Linked DNA regions of Hordeum vulgare: region 1 is linked to region 2. Evidence: chromatin contacts called from public Hi-C data. All regions are on one chromosome and are shown on one strand. Each heading gives the region's core, a stretch centred on a gene start, on an enhancer-like site or on the middle of the called end of the contact. The rest is flanking DNA. Distances are from core to core; before and after follow the strand shown.

The links. Hi-C and Micro-C count contacts between places; a contact is called where the count stands out from the background.
Region 1: a Hi-C map of seedling shows a contact between it and region 2, with 4 times the contacts expected there. The contact joins the promoter of LOC123408820 here to the promoter of LOC123410663 in region 2. A contact is called at or near these places in 2 of 6 Hi-C or Micro-C datasets (leaf and seedling) and 1 of 1 datasets of contacts at active chromatin or transcription factors (embryo).

The regions. Positions count from the first base shown.
Region 1 is chr7H:315,627,252-315,630,536 of MorexV3_pseudomolecules_assembly, forward strand. It overlaps LOC123408820, which reads left to right and starts at 1,790. Exons shown (of 5, transcript XM_045101861.1): 1 at 1,790-1,805; 2 at 2,074-2,372; 3 at 2,945-3,037; 4 at 3,170-3,239. The coding sequence starts at 1,790.
Region 2 is chr7H:315,067,453-315,070,981 of MorexV3_pseudomolecules_assembly, forward strand. It overlaps LOC123410663, which reads right to left and starts at 1,587. Exons shown (of 3, transcript XM_045103606.1): 1 at 1,180-1,587; 2 at 19-123. The coding sequence starts at 1,467.

The DNA of each region.
Region 1 (3,285 bases), core at 540-3,039, 560 kb after region 2:
TTGCTCCTTCTCGTTCTTCTTCATTGTCGTGGTTTCCCAACCGTAGTGGTCCTTCATCTTCCTTGGATAAGAATGTCTTCTCCTACTTGGAGGGTGCTTTGAGGAGTCCACTTCTTCAAGGTAAAATCATACACATGAGAAGAATGTCAATCGATGCTTCTGGGGCTTTTCCAAATAGGACTAAGGTGTTTCTGCTCTTATTGGGTAAAAAAGTATGTCATCCATGAGTACAACAACATTTTTCTCCAAACATCACATAAGCACATTGGTCATGGGATAAGTTAGAGAAGCGGACATTTGCTCCGGATGGTCACTTGTTTAGGGGTTTATGGTCCATCATAATCTCGTTCTCTATGCCCACCTTCCTCATGGACATGATTGGTGGTGGTCGAGGTGGAGTATTGGCTATACTATAATGACTTAGATCCAAGACCTATGGTAATAATCGGACCATATGTTGGCTTGGTAAAACTTCGGGGTTTCATGGAGCTTAGGATGTGAGTAAATGTTTGTCCTTTCCTTGAGAATAGATCTTAAATGCGAGGATTCCTACCTAATTCTGCAAAGAGAATCATCCAATATCATCAAAAGTACCATATATAAGATATCTCCAACATCACTTATGTTATTCACCTCCAAGGTTTGAGAGAAGGACTAAACCAACATCTATTATGTATATTATAACCCACTCACATGTATCTCTATGTAAAAATCTTCGGGATCATACAAGCTGGTAAGCTTGAATAACATACTACAAATCCAAGATCTTATTTCATTCCTACGAATCCAATCAAGTGATCCCTAAATGCCATCGATCATCTCATGATCCACTATCCCTACAAATCCAATGTCGATGGAGTTCTACACGACCACCTTGAGTTTCTATAACCCTCATATCATGGCAAGGATTATTATTACCGTAGATCCACAACTTACCATTATGATGATCTATTAAACCCCAAGGTCAAGCTTATATAGATATTTAAATCAATTTTGACAACTTATAGTTTTCCTATATCAACAACCACCAAGAAACATGGTATCACGATCAAGATCATTGGACTAAATCCAAATTACTCTGAACCATGTAGTCTTACTTCAACACCAACACTATCAGGATCACATAATTTACTTCCAATCCCGTGTCCGTCGAGAATTCGTACTTGCTCCTCCAAGTCGTTATTATAACCTCATCACTCCACCAATATAACTGACAAATCAACTTACTATGCCACCTAGAGTTTTCAACGTGTGGTCCCGAGTTATCCTACTAAATCCAATTTTCTCAATGGAGAGGTAATCTCTGCTATTCTACCGACTGTTGATCCACCAAGTTCGCCCATCACTATTATAATGTCGTAATCCACCAAAGAGTCTTAACACTATCCTAAAGACACCTATTATAGTCATATCATATCATTTGTCTCATAGTCACATATCCATAACCAATTCCCCTATGGCATCCAGGTTCTGGTGCTAGCATAAGAATGAAGTATGTTTGTTCACTATGATCGCTTGTGCCATAATGAACCAAGTGCTAAGAAGGGGTTATTCAAGCTCAACAAGTGTTCTGGCAAGTCTGTGTATTAAACTCATGGTTAGAGGTTTGAGTTAGGGTAACTGGTGAGACCTAGGTTAATTATGGGGAAGGGTTTCCAGTTTTTGAGGGAAAGCATAGCTCTACGGGGTTGCACTTGGTTGAGTAGGTTGTAGTCAAGGTCTTTGACGTTAGTTGTCTATCGCGGTGGATCCTTGGTGCATTAGGTCTTGCTGGTCTTTAGTTGACGAGATGGGGGAGAAGCAGAGTAGCATAAAGGGGTGTGCCTAAGGTTGTCTTATACACTACATGAATCACAGAATTTGCCATCTATCTAATCTGTGCCGTCTGCTGGCTGATGGCAAAGAAGCTCTTTGTCGTGAGCTGGCAAAAAAAAAGGCGAAGAGGTGACTGATGGCAAAGATACCATTTGCCATCAGTGTGCTCTTTTGCCGTGTGTTGACGGACGAAGGATTGAAAAGACAGACGACGAAGAGCCTAGGCAGGCCCTACTAGGCGATGGACACATAACGGAGCTCCCCACCGACGATATCTCTCTCTCCCCCACTCCTCACCTCTCTCCCCCACTCCCCACCTCTCTCTCTCCCCAATCTTCCCACCCCGCGCTGCCCGCACCACCACCACATGCCGCTCCCTCCCAGCCCGCGGCTCCCCCTCCCTCCGTCCCACAACACCACAGCCTCGCTCCCGCACCCTCGCCTCACCATCGGTCTGCAACCGCCGGCCTCCTCGCCGCCCCACCTCCGTCGGCCCACTCGCCGCCCTGACACCCGCGCTAGGTTCATTCCGGGGACCATGTTCTCGGTCGAGCCTGGTAAGTGAGCTTCCGCCCATCATGCCCTGCCGCCACTCGACCCGCCCCTGCTTGCTCCCCTCGCTCTTCCGGCCTCAGATTTAGATCCGTCGACGACCCGGTCTTCGCCGTCGCCGGTCCCGACTCCCGTAGCAGCCCGACTCCCTCCTACAACTGCAGCGCCTCCCCCTCCCTCCAACAGATGAAGCGCCTCCCACTCACTCGAGAAGCCGCCGCCACACCATTCCCCTCTGTACCATATGCACACAACGTCTCACCCTCCCTCCTGAAGCTCCGCCGGATGGCCATCACTCCAGCTGGAGGCAACATCTGCTGGTTCGTGCAGCCATGGTGAGTCGTCCTCTCTCTCTGAACTCCCTGTTCTTCTTTCTCTTTAGCTATGAGCTTGACCTTCATGGAGAATGAATTGTCCGTCGTATTGATTTCAACCTAGTGTGTTGTACTGCAGATGTTTGTCCGCTGAATGAACCCGCCCGAAGAATGGATTTGACAACTCCTCTATAAGACCGAATGGTTGCTTGCTGTATTTGTAATCCTTACTTATTTATTTATTTTGTTCAATGTGGATGCAGCAAGTGCCGTTTTCCATGCTCGAAATTCAGTTTAACAACTCAATGAAGATTTTTTATGAGGATTTTAGCTTGTTTACTCACTACAATTTGAAGGTATTCCCATATTTGTGTTTATGTGTCTTTTAATACTAGATGTTGTTTTGCTACTAAATGAATGGATGAATGGTGTTTCAGTTTGTGCATGTTATCATTACCTAAACTTATTTGTTTGTTTGATTCTATCAGAAGCAGCAACCACCATCTATGGACGAGAAGGATGACCCCACACCCAAGCCGGATGACCTCGACCTCGACCGTGAGTTCCTTTGGATCTGTTTACTAGAACACTGCTTCAGTTCATT
Region 2 (3,529 bases), core at 337-2,836:
AGTAAATTCTAGCTTTACTTTGTGGAGCTCTTCGCTGTGTTGCTCCAAAACGGAATTGGGGCTTGAAGTCTCAACCTTCAGACCATGTTTGTGACCAAGATGATGCTTCCTGAGAAGCTGGACCTGCAGATGTCTCGGTATAAACTGCCATACAAGTAAATGTGACCAAGAAGTGAGGACAGGCGCAACGAATTGTCAAAGTCTAATGAAAAGTCATCGTTCACTTTCATTCGGTCAGAGCAGCAAGATGTTATATGGCTAAACAAGAAAAGATCTAAGACGTATCATAACTTCTCAGCAAAGAAAACACAAAGCATAAGAGGACAGCAGTTATATAAAGATGTGCCGATAAAAACCCTGGCAGTTGCACTGCTTGGGATCAGCCAGACTTTTTCAGGAACGAACAATATCAGTGGACCGCATAACGCCCTCCAAATTAAATCAGCATGAGCCAACACACTGATGAGATATTTCTGAATACCAACAGACAAGGAAGAATTTGTTGGTCACTTAATCGACTGCAGCAACATGGTAGCTAAAAACTAGATATAGTTGGCAATTTACATAATCAACTAACTGGATCGTGAGAAAATTTCTACTGCATTGTAGGAATTAAGCCCTTCACTTCGACATACAACATAAGTGGAGAAAATGGTGAGAGGAAACTTCCCAGCCCAAACTTTCTCTTTATCACAATCGCAGAGTACTTTACACTAGACCACCTGGTGAGGTGATAGCAACTCCACTAAAAGCACCTAAAATGATGTACTCCTGCATGAAGAGCCTTGCAAGGACAAGGTACATCCATACACTAATGATCAATGCGAACCTTGCAAGATTAGCTCACAAGAAATGCGCCCATGGACGGGCAGCCAATTAATGTCACTCCCAACGATCTCTAGCATAGCTAACAGCAATAAATGTGGGGATCTATGCTTCGATTTGGTAGAACCCGACGCCTCAACGGCCGGCCATTAATTGCTGCCCGCCACGAGCAAGAATGGATGGTTGTACGGTGGTGCACTAGATAGCGCGCTTTAATGCGGGCATCGGTGTCCTGGATTCACCTCCGCAACGCCAGATTAGCAACGACATTAGCGATAATTCGAGAATACTAATTGATCTAGGGTTTAGCATTTTCTTCATTGGAGAAGATGTCGTAGGGATGGGATTATGTACCTCAAGGTCGACACGAGACTTTCCCTGACGCTCTACGGCGGGCGCCTCCTCCGACGGCCGCAGGCGCCACACCGCGGCTCCAAGCCGCCTGACGGACGAAGCGATCGGCGCCTTCTGCTCGCTGACGCCCTCCTGGCTCTCCCTGAAGCTCCATCGCAGCTTCGGGGTACAGGGCCCGCCTGGGCGACCGCTGGCAGCAGATGAGTAGTTGACGGATGAGGGGGCGATGGGGGTTTTCAGAAACCGGCGGCGGCTCGGAACGCGGAGCGAGATGGCAGAGCGCGGCATTGTGGGGGTTAGGGTTCCGGCGGTGGTGTAAACATGGGGGCGGAGAGGAGAGCCGTTGGAGGCGGCGGCGACGGAAATGAGAGGGAGCTAGCTTGGTAAGCTACCAACGAACACTTGCAATCAACAAAAAAAAAAGGCCATACAGTCAATGAAGAAAAAGGACCACGGTTCCTTTAAAAAAGAAAGAAAAATGACAACGGTTTAGACCAAATCCAACGCCCCAACCCAAAGGACGCCTACTTTATCTCTTTCTTTTTCATTTAGATCGGCTAGGTGTTCGTTGTCTCATTATGTCGGATCCGTAATCCCAATCGGTCGATTTAATTCTCATCTGCATAGAAAGCAATTTAAAATTAAAAAAGTCTGCGGTAGAGATCATGCCATCAACCAGAGTTCATGCTCGCGGCCAAGCCATCTTTAAAAAAACATCACACATTTCATGCTAACGAACAGTCCCCGTGATGGGTGAAGAAACAGGAGGCTTACATGCGGGTAGGAAAGCCGGACGTTGCTTGGTGGTGGACATGCGCGCCAACTTCGATCGTAGCGGACGAATGGTCGTCGAGCCCGTGCTTCGCGGCCATGACGGCAGCGACGACCTCGTGCTGGCATGGGTTAAGAAACCTTAGGTAGAGTAGGGCATGCTTCATGGCCGCAGCGACGAGGGCATTGTTCTTCGTGGTGGTGGCCTCGTGTTGCGAAGTGACGACAAGGGTGGTGGTGGTCGTTGTTTCGAGCTTGTCGATGTGCACCTTTAATAAAGGCGAAGTTGTCTCTATCTTTGGATGAGATGGTGGCTATCGTTTTTGATGGAGTAGACTTTGACGATCCGACTACGAACGTGTGAGGACGTCGCGCCTTAGCGATCTCTAAACCAACTTCGAGAGGTTATTGACCACTCCAGGGGCGGACCTACGTAGTGCTGAGTGGATGCCCAGGCCCCCACTCAATTTTTGAAATTTTCAGTAAAAGTTGCTTATATTTTACAAGATTTTTTTGAAATTGTTCAAATTTGTACAATAAGTGCCCCCACTCTGATTATTTGACCCCAGTCCACAAAATTTCTGGGTCCGCCCCTCGACCACGCCGGAGCACAATTAACCTAACCACCAAGGTCTATTTCCTGCACACAAACGAAGAACAAGCAAGAAACTAAAATTGCAATCTGGATATTGCGAATATAAGAGGAAATCCTTATTGATGAAAGTGGTGTTCTCTGGCGTCTTGGTGTGGTCGTAGAACACAAACCAAGAACGCGAAATTGCAGCTATCTCGAACTTGTAATCTAAACAAAACCAAATTTAAACGGTACCCTAAAGGTTGTATATATGGGGGAATAGAGGGGGATTTTCGTGGCCCCTTGGAGAAGGGGTTCGAACACAACCCTAACTCGGTTTTCCCACACATACTAACTCTAAAAATAGCCTATAATGTAGTATTTTGAAATTACATGGGTTTGGCCCAAAAATAAGATGACGCGGCACCTATAATAGCATATGGACGAATTTATGAAGTGACATCTTGTATATTTCGTCCAAGCCTTCATCCTCTCCTTATGATGGCTTCAAAGTGCAAAAATCACCACTAGAAGCTCTATTGTTCTTTCCCGCGTGTGCATCTTCTTCTCCATGTTTGATCCCGCTCCATTGGTCATTCCTCTTGTCCATGATAGGTCCTCCATTCATAAGTAAAACAAAAGTATCTAATTTAGGGAACATCATATGTTCATGAACATTAGAAGGATTTCCTCTGGTAATTGGTCCAGTATGTATGGCAAGAGGGGTTGTGGGTGTAACAATGGTACTGATGTCCTTGTCATCTTCCCCTTTTTGAAATGAAGTCATCCTTTACGGAATCTCATCTTCCTCATTCAAATAAGGCTTCAAATCTGAAATGTTAAAAGTGGAACTAACCCTATACTCTGTAGGCAGCTCAAGTTTATATGCATTATCATTTATTTTCTCTAATACCTTAAAAGGACCATCAAGACATGACATTAGCTTTGACTTGCGCAAATCAGGAAATATATCCTTACACAAATGCAACCAAACAAGATCTCAGG